Regions from separate parts of the Zea mays genome. Here regions 2 and 3 are each linked to region 1. Evidence: chromatin contacts called from public Hi-C data. All regions are on one chromosome and are shown on one strand. Each heading gives the region's core, a stretch centred on a gene start, on an enhancer-like site or on the middle of the called end of the contact. The rest is flanking DNA. Distances are from core to core; before and after follow the strand shown.

Region 1 (4,484 bases), core at 1,196-3,695:
GGCAAGTTAAAACTTTTTCAACAAAAACTAGAAGCAAACTGGGTAAAACTGAATTGATCTCGAAATTCACCCAGTTAACTTTGGAAATGAGATGTTCTAAATGATCCACAGGGTTCAAAGTAGTAGATTTGAGAAGGGCACTTCTCAAAATCCACACACCAAAAAGATATAAACAAATCTTTCATGGAATGGTGAAAGAACGAAGAACACAAACAAACACAATGAGCAAGAATACAAGAGACACAAGATTTATCCCGAGGTTCGATCACACCACCAAGGTGCCCTACTTCCTTATTAAGGCGCCCACAAAGAGCCGGGTCTCTTTCAACCCTAATCCTCCCTTTGCCGACCACAAAGGTCAATCCCACACACTAATCTTTGCTCAAACGAGCGGGTAATACATACTTTCTTGTGGTTTTTTACAAGATATGGAGACTCACAAGAGACACCTAGTCGTCTAGGAGCTAGAAGCTCCAAGAGTAATGAATCCACAAAGAACTCGATGTAGTACCAAAGCTCGAATCAAGAAGCGCAAGAAGGATTTAGAGATGAAGCACCAAAATCACAGCTCTTCAATCTCACTCAAAGATTTCTCTCCAAAGATTTGAAATGGGAGAGGCAAGAGGTGTGTGAGAGAGAGTGGGAGGTGTTTCTCAGATTGGGAATGAAGTTTTGTGCGTGCTCTTATATGGGGAAGAGTGTGGGAGGTGTATATAAAGGTGCCCCCAAAAGCTGGTGGCCGTTGGGGAAATCTGACTGAAAAACGGTTGAACCGGTTCTAAAACCGGTTGAACCAAATTCCATCAGGGGGTTTTCGGTTCACTGGCGAACTCAGCCGGAGACTGGACCGGACTCGAATTCGGTTGAGCCAGACCAAAATTCGGTTGAACCGGTTGCAAATCCCAGTTGAGCCGGGCCAAAGTTCGGTTGAACCGGGCCAAAATTCGGTTGAACCGTTTTCCAAAAATCTGCACACGACTTTTCCTGACAGGACTGACTGGCAGACTGGCAGTGACAGAGGGGAACAGTGCAGAAACTGGTTGAACCGGTTTTAATTCTGGTTGAATTGATTTTTGAAATTGTTGCACAGATTTTGAGAAAACTAAAGTGAAACAAGAGTAAAATGGAAGTTTTAGATCAAGGATTTTGAGCTTTAGTACCAACACCAACCTTCTTTATGGATCCCCATTGATAGTACGACGATTTCTATACTCAAGTTAAATAAAATATAATTAAGTAAACTCCTTGAGTCATTGGTGTCTCAAATGTGGTTTCTCCATGGTGTTGCTTCATAAGGATCACAAACATCTTTGTCTCACCTTTTGAAGCAAACACAAATCGAGCATGTGACTTGTGCCATTTCACCATATATGAGTTCAAATCATGGCTTCAAGTCACCTTACTGATGCATCAACATGTTGTAACTCTTTATAGCTAATTAGTTCATCGACTTAGTGCAAGTACTCTCTTCTTCACCTTAGTCATGGTACCTCGGTCTACAAGCCGTCGCCTGGCCTTCACCTTCGCTTAGTTCCTCGAAGCCCTTTCCTTGCTATCTTCACCCTATCAAGTCATTCTTGAGTCACATCCTATTGAGCATCCATTGAGAGAATCATTTCTTCAATATTGTGAACCTTGCTTGAATGTCATCTAGATATAACTGCTAAGATCAATCAAACTCTAGTTTGATTCTCATATATTCATATATGTACTAATAGTAATATGGTCAAGTCAATTCACGATTCCTCATATCTTATTCACTTTGGCTTAACCAATCCTCTTAATCACTTCAACCTCTATTATGATCATATTTATGCATAGTGATTTCTCGGGACTTGTCCATATATTCAAACCAATATATAGACCATATTATATCCATTTGCATTGTCTCACTGGTTATTTGACCTTGTGTTGAACCTTATTCACTGATCATTATACACTATTCAAGTATGTTCATCATACTGAATTTTCTGTTCAACACTTAGCAAACTTGTTAGACCTTTAAATGTGTTGTTATCCAAATCACCAAAACTCACAAAAGGGATGACTGCACTTTCAACAACGAATGTTTGCTTCATGTCAACAGTCCTTCGTTTTCCAAAGTTATGCAGGGTCAGGATCCCACCCACTATTTGGCAAACCAAGATGTGAGTAGCATCATGTGATTTACTGTAAATTCCGTGGCCTCTGATCAGAAAATGCATACGATCAGTTGATCACAACAATTGCGTTGGTCTCGAATGTTCTCACGACATTAGTCGCGGTTGCCACTTGGGTGGGTGTGAGTCCACTTGGTCGATGGGGAACTAATTGTTCAATGTATATATCGCGATTCGTTCCAGCACCAACAACAGGATGATGCGATGGGTGTGGACCAGCTTATCTAAATCAGGCGGGCCACGGGGCCACGTCAGGCAGGCATCCCGATGGAAATAGATGGACCACTAGAGGCAGATGCATAATGCATAGATAGTACTCCTGTTTTCCTGCCTGAGATTCAGTGGGGGTACAAGTACAAGGCAAAACTGTTCGGTGCATTGCACATCCAGTTGCGACCATCCTCATGGCATGGTAAACTGCTCCTCATGGCATGATAAACTGCTCTCTATAAACAGCTGCGGCTCGCAACTCCCCTAGTCCGTTAGATCACGATCTAACCATATGTCATATCTACATATCTACGGTTGGATCATAATCTTGCGGACTAGGATACTCGTTTGGTGCGCTTGCACCTTAGACCTGATTGCGCAGCAGTCGTTGACACTTACACATAGAGCATATATCACCAAATATTTCTCCAGCGAGATAGGAAGGAGGGCAAACTTTCTAGATTTTGTGATACAAAGCATTTGCCCTGCTTAAAGCCCAAAAGGCAAAAGATGATACTATCAGTTCAAGCATACAAAACTGTAAGCCAAAATATACTCCTGGGCAGTGGTAACTAGAATCGAGTTTTCTGTTACCAGTGTAACCTGGGGAAACGAAGAAGAAATAAGCTAAAAAAGTGTTCAACAGACAACAGCCAGAAATCCAGAACCTGACAGTGCATGCTACAAGACGCAACATGACAGATCAAGCTTGCAATCAACCACAGGGTGCCATCTATCAGTTAAGAACGGATCAATACAAAAGTTTATCTAATCCCCAATCAGCATAGTTGAACACTGTCATAACTTATTCTACATCTTGAAGAAACCACACGAAGAAAAGTCAGGAACCAAGCACACCACGCATACCTAGCAGAGGTGCTTTCGCTTCAAGGAGGAGAATCTTCATGTACAGGTCAGAAAAAGGTTGCTTTGCCTCTGCAAAGAATCAGCAAGCCAGTTCTTTTCCCAGGAGAAACATAGGTCTCAAGACAAGCTAAAAGCACCATATTTGACATAACTAGCTATAATGTAATAATAAAGTAATAAAAAATTGGAATTAGTTACAAGAGATACACTGCCTGCAGGTGAAATTATCATGTCTAGAGGAGCTCAGGAATATCTGCTAGCAACAATGAGAAGCCATATCTCACTGGTTGTGCCATACTACCACAGTACCACTACACCTTTCCAGAAGCAAATGGGGCTCCAAAATGGCATGTACACTAGCCGCAATATCGTCCAACATAAATACTGAGAGTGCCCCTGGCACTGCGCTGAGGATGTATGAATCTTCACTGGCCACACGACTGAGGCTAGATGTTTTACCTTTTTTTTAGATAAAGGAAACAAACGTTCTGGCGTCTCCACAAGTGCATACAGTCAAGCTAGATGTTTACTGTTCCCCCTTTATCTGTCACTCTGATACCGCACCACTAGCACCTACAATCCTAGCTAGGTCTTGGACGATTTGAGACATTGCTGGCCTGAATTCTGGTCCCGGCTGCATAATAAAAGTGTGAACCTTGAATGCATCTTGGTATTTTTAGAAAAGAGCGCTAACCAGAATGCAATATTGAATAGAAAAATAAAAACAAATACAAATACTTCATTCGATGATCTGAACATGACCGGATGTTTAAAAAGAACTACGAAACATATACATGCAATAGAATAACTTAGATGTCTGAAATCTTGGACTTCCAGCAGGGGAGGAGAGAAGCAGACACTCAACACGCTGGAAAGGCTGGAACTCAGGTGAGCAGACTATGCTTGTGTTGATAAGCTGTTGTAAACAAAGATCTATTTCTACAGGACATAGTTGGCAGCTAACTGAAACAAACAAAAGCTACTAATGCTGTATAATTAAAGTATTAACACAACACAAGGGTTATTATAACATGAAACATGTGACCTTCACATATGATTAATTCTAATATGAGTAAACTCCTGCAAGTTAACCAGAATGCTTATGATGGCTGTGCTCTAACTGTAGAGAGGTAGGGAATAAACAGAGCATGTAAGCTTAAGAAGCTTAGAATTACCTGAATACACTGACTGATGATGTCTGCAAAACGTGACAACAGTATCACAGAACACTCTCCTCGGATAGAAGGA
Region 2 (4,484 bases), core at 558-3,057, 380 kb before region 1:
AATTGAGCAGTAGATCTTGAAGCTCTCCTTCAGAACCTAAAGATCGCAAGAGCTGGATAAGAGAGAGCTAGTAGAACACAAAATATCTTGCAAGCAAGATGGGGAATGATTGGCAAGAAATGAGATGTCTGCAGTTGCAGGCTTGCAGCTTACCAGGGCTAGTGCGTACTGAATAAGGTAATTTGAGCAGGCAGCGCCTTCAGGCTGGAATTGACAAAGAAGGGGGTAACTAGTGCAACAGGCATTCAACAAGCAAGCTTAAACAACTTATTAAGAAAGCCTAGCAGGAGAGGTTTGGCGTGTCAGACCTGGACGCCGACAACCCTGAAAAGCAGCTGCTGCAGTGCAGGCAACTGCTCCAAGAGTTCCGGGCTAGGCAGGGTCCTGGTTTTACTATGTACCTGTTTTTTTTTTCAGGATGACGGAACATGTACACAGCCATAAGACGAAAAGTCTCTACACCATCAAAGTGCCGTGCATCAAATTTCAGAAGACAGAAAAAGAGGACCTTGCTGGAAGTCTGGGGATATCTGACGAGACGCTCGGTTTCGATGTCGTATCTGAGAACCCTGAGGCACTCGAGCCGTTCCTCCAGGAAGCATCCATAGGCGCGAATCCATGCGGAGCAATCCCAAGCTGACAAGTCAAGGATGGATGGATTGGTTCATCATTCGGCAGGGCAACGGAAATTACAGAGACTCCCAGCCAGCAGGATGGTAGTACAAGAAACTCGCCTGACTGGCTCGAGTCGTCCTTGAAATTGGCTATGTGCAAGATGTTCCCTCTGGATGAGTAGGCCAGGAACTCTTCCTTGAACATGGGATCGCCCTCCCTCAGAAGCCTATGCACCACTATCAATGTCTTGAGCGCAACCTGTGACGCGAACGTTGGATATGCGTTAGTTAAAACCATGGGTTCGACACATGGCGCGGTCGAAGGAATCATCAGTAAAAAGTGGCAACGAGGAAGAACACGCACTATCCAGTTCTTTGTCTTGGACAATCTCCTTGACAATGCGTATATGCAGTACGAGAGGTCTGCGCGAGGGCGGTTTGCTGAGGTCGCCAAGAGTATTTCTGCGCCGCAAGACGAGAATCAGAATGCCACACAAATTGGGGGTGGGGTGGGGGGTGGGACAGGAAGGAAGATCCATCCAATGTAGAAGACGGAGGGGGGACAGGATGACTAGTACTCACTTCTGACGTGCCGTTCCTTGGGAGGGCATTCAACATGGTTGGTTGCCTTCACAATTGCAATATCCAATTCCTTTTTTTTCCCAGACAAACAGAGAGGGCATCAGACAGACAGTTGGTGAGAACTCGGAATCCACGGTAACCGGATCGCGATCGCCATGGCTCACCTTGAATTCGCTGTTGACCTTGGCGAGGCCGACCTTGGTGGAGTCCTTGAGGGCGCCGTAGGCCTTGCGCCACGACCCCATCAGGCCGTGATCACCCAACCCACGATGCGCCCTCTTCGTCCTCTCTCACCTCGCCTCCTCCCTCCCTCCTTCCAATCTCTAATGCCACCTCGCCGCCACCCCCTGCTGCTTCCCCCCATACCTGCACGCCTTCCCACCGCACACCTCTCTCGCTAATTTTAGCCTGCGGTTGGTGGCGGTGGTCCAGCAGAGGGAGAAAGAGAGGGAACGAGGGATGCCTTGCCGCCATTTGTATCTGCCCGAACCGGTATGCGTGGGATGTGGGAGGGAGGAGGACGAAGACAGACGCGCTCCGCCGTCTCTGCCTTGTGGGCCTTACGTGGGCCTCATGGCTTAAAATGCCATGCCCCAGCAACTACACGAGTCAACACAGGCCCGGCCCGGCCCGGCCCGGCCCAAGAACCCCCATCTCTCGATTCCTCCAACAAATTCCCCTTTCCCTTACTCCCCATCCCCACCCACCCACGCCGACGAGCAAACCCTAGCGAGCGAGAGAGCCCGGAGCCGAGAGACCAGCCAGCCATGGCGCTGCGTGCCCTGTACAACGAGATCCGGAGCATGAAGGTCCGCGACGTGCCGGCTTACCTGAAGCCGCGCTTGACCTGGGACAACGTCAAGAAGAGCGCCGACCAGGCCGTCGACCGCTACATCGAGAAGTACATCGACACGAGCTCGCCGGACCCTCTCTACCACGTCTGCATCGGAGGGATGATCTTCTCCTACTTCGTCAATCTGCCCTGGGAGCGCGCCCACCTCGCCCACCTCGAGGAGATGGAGAGGACCGGTGGGAAGCACTAGATCCGCTGCCCCGTCCCTCGCCGGCAGCGCGGGAGGTGAGTCCGCGGCTCCCTGTCTCTCCTTTCCCAATAGTATCCGATCTGGCCGTGGCTGGCGCACCGCGGATCGCTCCGATCCGATCCGACCAGCTTGCTCTCGACTAATTGCATCTGGATGGACGAGTTCAAGCCTTGCACATTCGGCACGCGATAGGCCTTAGTGCAGAGCATTGCTGGCTATAGATCGGTGTGTTTGTTGTGATTAATATTTGCCTACGGCCGCTAGTTTTACCGATGATTATTTGCTTGTGTTTGTGCAATGTAGTGCGCCTTTCCCTAGAAATTTTGAGCTATCCTTCGCACCCATTCTGCTCGCAAGGGGTGCAGGGATTCAGTTGACGATGAATGCAGGCAAATTTAAATCGGGTGTTCATGGATTGCAGTCTTTAAAAAATATTCATGTATTGCATCTAACTATTGGCTTGTGATCACATTTTTTTATTGATCGTACTGCTGTAGTTTTGTTTATCTATATTGTGTGTACCTGCTCAGGAAACTCAGATGTGTGACTGTCATATCACAGCGCAACAATGGATTCCTGCTTAACAGATCTGTCTCCTTAATTCACTTCGAATTTGTGCTACTCGTCTTGTTGAGTGTAAAAGTCTGAGTCAACATCTGGAGATATGTGAAATGGTTAGTTAGCAAATAGGTTTACTGCTTTGTTGAAGAAGCCTTATGAAAACTTACTATTTCCAGCAATTTGATTCCAGTTTTTTTGTTTGACTTCCAACAAATGTACCATTGACCTGTAGGGCTCTGTCTGTGGAAGTGAGAAAATATATCTGTTTCTAAGGCCCTGTTTGGAACCTTTAGAGCTAGCTGCTAAAATTAGTTGTAGATGTTCCAAACACCCTCAGCTAATACCCAGCTAATTGTTAGCTAACCCATAGCTAATAATTAGTTCATTAGCTGGTTCAACCCAGCTAATAATTTGTTAGCTAGCTAACAATTAGCTCTATGGGTTCCAAACAGGGCCTGAACCAAATAGCCAAATTGTGTTTGAACTCGAGCTTTGTGTCATAGGGTATAGAAGCTTGGTGTGGCCCGCTTTGTATAGGGGACCTAAACGCTGCCCATTACACAACAACAACAACAAAGCCTTTTTGTCCCAAACACGTAGGGGTAGGCTAGAGATGAAACCCCATATGAAAACCTCAGAGCTCAACCCCCAAAGAAGAGAAAAGGGAGACAAAGGCAAAGGAGAACCGAAAAACGACGAAACGGGGAAACACATAAAAAGAGATAAAACCCACAAGAACCAGCAAGATCTAAAGGGGCACAAGAGAAGGTCAAACGATTAAGGAGGAAAAGCGAAACTACAAATCAGGGTTCTGGCATGTGAATTGCACACTTCCACCCCTTCCTATCCACGACGAGCTCTTTATCAATATTCAACTCCTTCAGGTCCCTCTTCACAGCCTCTGTCCACGTCAAGGTTGGTCGACCTCTACCTCTCTTCACATTCTCGGGACGCCTAATTATTCCGATATGCACTGGTGCCTCTTCAGGTCTTCGTTGGATATGTCCAAACCATCTCAAACGATGTTGCATAAGCTTCTCCTCAATTGGCGCCACTCCTACTCTCTCCCGTATATCATCATTCCGGACTCGATCTCTCCTTGTGTGGCCACATAGCCAGCGCAACATACACATCTCTGCCACACTTAGTTGTTGGACATGTCGTCTTTTAGTGGACCAACATTCTGCTCCATACAACATAGCCGGCCGGATTGCTGTCCTGTAGAATTTGCCTTTTAGTTTGTGTGGCACCCGGGGGTCGCATAAGACACCCGCAGCTTGCTGCCACTTCAACCATCCAGCTTTAATTCTATGACTGACATCCTCATCGATGTCTCCCTCCTTCTGAAGCATTGATCCTAAGTAACGAAAAGTGTCTTTCTTGGGTACCACTTGCCCATCAAGACTAACATCGCCATCCTCATACCCCATGGCACTGAAATCACACTTCATATACTCTGTTTTAGACCTACTAAGCCTAAAACCTTTTGCTTCCAGCGTCTGCCTCCATAATTCCAACTTTTGCGAAACACCACTCCTACTCTCCTCAATAAGTACCACATCATCGGCAAAAAGCATACACCACAGTATATCTCCTTGTATGTCCCTTGTGACCTCATCTATCACCAAAGCGAAAAGATAAGGGCTCAAAGCCGACCCTTGATGTAGTCCTATGTTAATTGGAA
Region 3 (4,484 bases), core at 960-3,459, 290 kb after region 1:
ATGGATCCGGTGCGAGCCCGGGGAGAGTGATCGACCCTTTATAGCCGATATGACCTGGGGAGGAGGGGGCAAACATGGCTCGGACTAACGTTCGTACATGTTTTTGCATGCAGGGAACCTATTCGGAGCATGTCGACACCTTGCTGATCGAGTATAGGTCGTGTGTCATGCCAGACGAACCTTGAAGCCTAGCCATATGTTAGGATCTAGACCATTGACCGAGGAACCCGGGCCTACCAGCAGCCCCGGGAGCCTTCCGGCTTCTCGTGTCGCCTGTTGTCTCTCGCTGATTAGATTCGGGTGGCAACAGTATGACTTATGAACTTGTGATCATAGATTTCATGTTTTTTAAGTGCATGTATATCATTATTAAAACTATATTTTTTCTAATTTAATAGGGTGTTAATTTAGCTGCCACAACTGTTCGGGAATACCCGAATCCGAACCCGAAATTTTGGGTACCCGAATTTTCGGGTATTGTAAAACCCGTTGTAATTTCGAGTACCGATTCTTAGAATCCAAAATTTAAATTACCTAAATTACCCAGCCCAAATTTTTCGGGTAACCAGAACGCCCACCCCTAGCTAGCCTCATTGATGACTACTTGGGTTTGATGGCCTAGTGTTTAAAATTTTGTATACTAGATTGTTGCATTGCGTTACATATCATTTACGCATGAACAGATGAACATGTTTACATATATGTGCTTGTGGCATGTGGTAAACTGGTATGTGTAATTGTGTATGCGAGTTAAACTAGTGAACATGTGTATTGCGTACTTATGTTGAATGAACAGATGAGTGAACTATGTTAGTTTGTTGTTAAATTAATGTGGTCTGTAAAAATATGAGCAACATTACTCCTTTATCTAATGCACTATATAATCCACCAATTTAAACTATACAAAACTTAGGGTGTGTTTGGTTTGGCTTTTGGCTTTGGCTTTTGCCCCCTAAAAGCCAAAAGCCAACCAAAGGGCTGAATCCAGGAAGCAGCTTTTTCTAAAAGCCGACTTTCTCGTAGTGCAAAACTGAAAGCACCCCTAGACCTGCTTTTAGTGGCTTTTGGATGGAACTGTGAAAACATATATCGAAGAAATTTTAACGATTTTTAGTGGTTTCCACCAAACGATTTTTAGCTTTTTAACAGCACACAGCCTACAGCAGCTTTTTCCACAGCTCACAGCCCACAGCAACTTTTTCCACAGCCACAGCCCAACCAAACAGACCCTTAGCCAACTGACACCCACACCTATAGCATCCACTAAATCCACCAAAAAACACCAATCTTAACACACAATCAAGACCAACATTTCAGATCGTTGTATAAACCTCTCTCTTACCCACTCAAATCTAATAGACAATATTATTTAGATCAACCCTCCCCCTCCCCCTCCTCCTTCCCGGCGACCCCGCCGCCCCCAGCCTACCCCTTCTTCCCCTTTGACACCACCGCCCCTCCCCCTTCCTTCACTCGCGTTGTTGCCGTCATCGACTACTCCACTCTTCAGGATCGTAGTGTTAACACGACCTATATGCTAGTGATGTTAAATTGGTTTAGAGTTAACGAGCAACTGATTATGTTGGCATATATATGTATGTATATAGCTTTTCTATGACTCGTGAGCTAAATGAGCCAGCTTGATCTAGAAAACGAGCCAACCCGAGTCGGTTCTCTGGCTCGGTTCCTTAACGAGTTGAGCCAAGCCAAGCTAGCTCGATATCTAGCCTTATATGGATCCTATGTAAAGAATCAAGATCATGCAGCATCTCACGAACACAATATTTATAGAAATAAATAATCAAACCAAAATAAACTAGATGGAAAGGAAAACTAAAATCTAGAATAATTTTTTAAAAAAAACATGTACAACATATACATATGATATGTATTTCATGTAAGTAAAAAAACAAACAAACAAATTGAAAATAATTAATAAAAATAAATTATTAGAGTAATTTAATGAAATACATGAAACAGATAAAATAAAAAGAAAAGAGAAAATGAAAGGCAAAATAAATAGAAGAAAAAAACTTAAGAAATTAATTAAGTAGAGTAAAATAAAAAAATAAATGAAAGTAGTATAAAAATATAAAAAAAGAAATATACCATATAAACCAAAAAGTAAAGAAAGAGTACATAGATCACATGGGCCACTCGCCATCCCAGCTCAACAAGCCAACGCTCTTACAGCCCAGCACTCTTTCTTTACGGTCAAGAAACCGCGGCGGCAGCAGGCCAACAACATGGGCTTCGAAGCAGGTCTAAGCAAGATGCACAGAGCGACAACAGCGACTCGTGGTGCGAGTTGTAAGGGGCAAGGAAATTTCGGTGATCAGTGTGCACTGAACACCGAACCGAAATAATGGACATCGAAATAGTCGGTTTCTTAAGGGCTGTTTGGTTTGTTGATTCATCTTCCACAATTTACCACGTCTAATGTTAGCAAGTTAGGCATACGTTTGGTTTAGAGCTACAATTATGACAAGATTTTTTTTCTGCTATGTAGGTCTCATTCGTCAATAACTTGTAAAAGCGTGACAATATTACACTATACAAATAATGCTACTCCTATGACCAACTAATCAGACGTGTGATTTTTTTCAAAGACACAACAGTCCTAGTCCTCAGAAGGTTCATCAGAGAACGCACGCTTATTGTGATATCAATTAATGTCGTTCTGAGTAAGTGGAGGATTAGAATGATAATACATTTTGTTGCTTCTATAGCAAATATATAGCTGTTAAACATGTCCCCTTTTATTCGTCACTGTTATCATGCCAGGCTCTCTATCAACCTATATTGAGCGCTTATTTGATACTGAAATAAATTTGAGAGGATGAGAACAAAATATTCTATTGCTGACAGGGAATGTGGTTTGTCGCTGACCTATTTGGATTGGATCACAAGAAACGAGTTTGTGTTTAACAGTTTTCAACCAGAATTTTTTTTTGTTTTCATATATTATTCAGGGGACACGTACATGGACTCTAGTTATTGCTATATATACCGAGGAACTGAAGGATCATCCAGTACACTGTTTTCTTGACAGTCCACATGTCGTCTATGGAATCCACATGTCAACAGTACAACATTCTCTACATACATACGTATAAAAGAGCACTTTCTTCCTCACAGTCACAGAGGCAGTGTCGCTCCACTGCTGCCCTCCATGACCATCTCAGACCGACCGTCCTCATCCTTCCCCCAGCAGGCACTGCATGGCTGCATGAGCTGCCACGCTGCTCACCAGAGAGATCTCACGCCGCGAGTAGGTGCCCCCTACAGACAGTGCAGTGGTTAGGGGACAAATGCAAGGACACTTGAGGTCGACGAGCATGCTGATTGCTGCATGCAAGGAAAGCACCTTCACTTTGGCGGCTAGACCCTTCGTTTTTGCGCCATGATGGGCAGCCATTGTTGACTCCCACTGCACACTGATCAGCTCAAATCTCCTCAAGCGCAACCTACATGTCCTAACACTGCCATGCCATGCGTATAGCAACTTTTAAACAACACACACTTTCCATCTTCCACATGCCTCGCGAGAGACATATATATATGAGCCACTAGCAGCTTTAGTTTGAGGGTCAAATCCAGTTTCACAGTACTAGCAGCTGACACAGCGTCATAAATATATGACACTGTTAACTTTTTTTTGAATGGAGGAGGTAGTAAAAGGCAGCATCATGTCATTTTGTTAGTGCTATGAAGTGGAGAAGAGCATAATCAAAAGCGAGCTCGTAATTTTGTGGGCAACAAGTAAAAAAAGTGGTAGTAAAGATTAAAGGAAAAAAGAGCCGATATAAAAGAGAAAAAGGCATGGGAAAAGGGCCCCGGCCCAGCCCACAAAAGGGGGAACGCCTTTTACTTATTACGCAAGGCGTAAATGTTCCGCAATACTAGTGTGTTCGCATGCAACAGTGTATTCGTACACGACACTAGTTTCTTGCCAGTATCAATATGTCCTCGGTGTTGGTTCTAGAAATAATTAAATAAATAAATAAATAAACATATAAGTGTTTTTATATATTTGTATATATAGAGTGTTAATGTGTGTGTCCACGCATTACATGATGTGCCTGGCCCCACTCGTCAACTTGCACGCCGGAGCTGCGGCGGCGTGCAAACCCTCGAGATGAACCTCGAGGCGAAGAAGGATGAGGGACATCCTTTATCACGTTGCTGCACAGGCCATTATGCTTGTCGATCCATGGATCATGGATGTCACCTCCCCCATTCATGCCCATATGGCCCATGGGCAGTCACTTTCGCCTGCGGGGAGAGCCATATGCACTGTCTCACTCTGTCAGGACAGGAAAACTGTTTCGAGTACAAATAACCATATGCATCCTAATTAACTTCTATCTTCTGCCACTATATTTAAGCCCCGAAATATACTTCCTCGACTCTGACTTACAGGTCACATTAAAATTTAGATACTAGATCAAATATGTCAAACCTACGCGAAAAAAGTGGAAGGT

The links. A called contact is a pair of places that touch in the nucleus more often than the background predicts.
Region 2: a contact with region 1 is called in a Hi-C map of leaf, with 9 times the contacts expected there. The contact joins the promoter of LOC100283793 here to the enhancer-like site in region 1. A contact is called at or near these places in 9 of 25 Hi-C or Micro-C datasets (bundle sheath, ear, endosperm and 3 more).
Region 3: a Hi-C map of tassel shows a contact between it and region 1, with 5 times the contacts expected there. The contact joins two enhancer-like sites. A contact is called at or near these places in 3 of 25 Hi-C or Micro-C datasets (bundle sheath, leaf and tassel).

The regions. Positions count from the first base shown.
Region 1 is chr5:89,809,261-89,813,744 of Zm-B73-REFERENCE-NAM-5.0, forward strand. It overlaps LOC100383536 (putative STRUBBELIG family receptor protein kinase), which reads right to left. Exons shown (of 17, transcript NM_001176184.2): 16 at 4,412-4,484; 17 at 3,104-3,870. The coding sequence ends at 3,784. Among protein-coding and RNA genes, the nearest start is that of LOC100383536, 22 kb to the right of the region's middle. Within about 2 kb of position 2,446, at least 16 of the 20 cell types and tissues checked have an H3K27ac peak or open chromatin away from gene starts, as enhancers often do. A contact at or near this core is called in bundle sheath, ear, endosperm and 3 more, where this site is marked.
Region 2 is chr5:89,434,707-89,439,190 of Zm-B73-REFERENCE-NAM-5.0, forward strand. LOC100283793 (fiber protein Fb15) reads left to right here and starts at 1,808. Exons shown (of 2, transcript NM_001156692.1): 1 at 1,808-2,274. The coding sequence starts at 1,964. The coding sequence ends at 2,239. LOC100383870 (Putative clathrin assembly protein) reads right to left here and starts at 1,536. Exons shown (of 15, transcript NM_001176499.1): 1 at 1,361-1,536; 2 at 1,197-1,266; 3 at 979-1,076; 4 at 735-873; 5 at 509-636; 6 at 309-401; 7 at 154-204; 8 at 1-36. The coding sequence starts at 1,441.
Region 3 is chr5:90,096,757-90,101,240 of Zm-B73-REFERENCE-NAM-5.0, forward strand. No RefSeq gene overlaps it. Among protein-coding and RNA genes, the nearest start is that of LOC100278031, 130 kb to the left of the region's middle. Within about 2 kb of position 2,210, at least 15 of the 20 cell types and tissues checked have an H3K27ac peak or open chromatin away from gene starts, as enhancers often do. A contact at or near this core is called in bundle sheath, leaf and tassel, where this site is marked.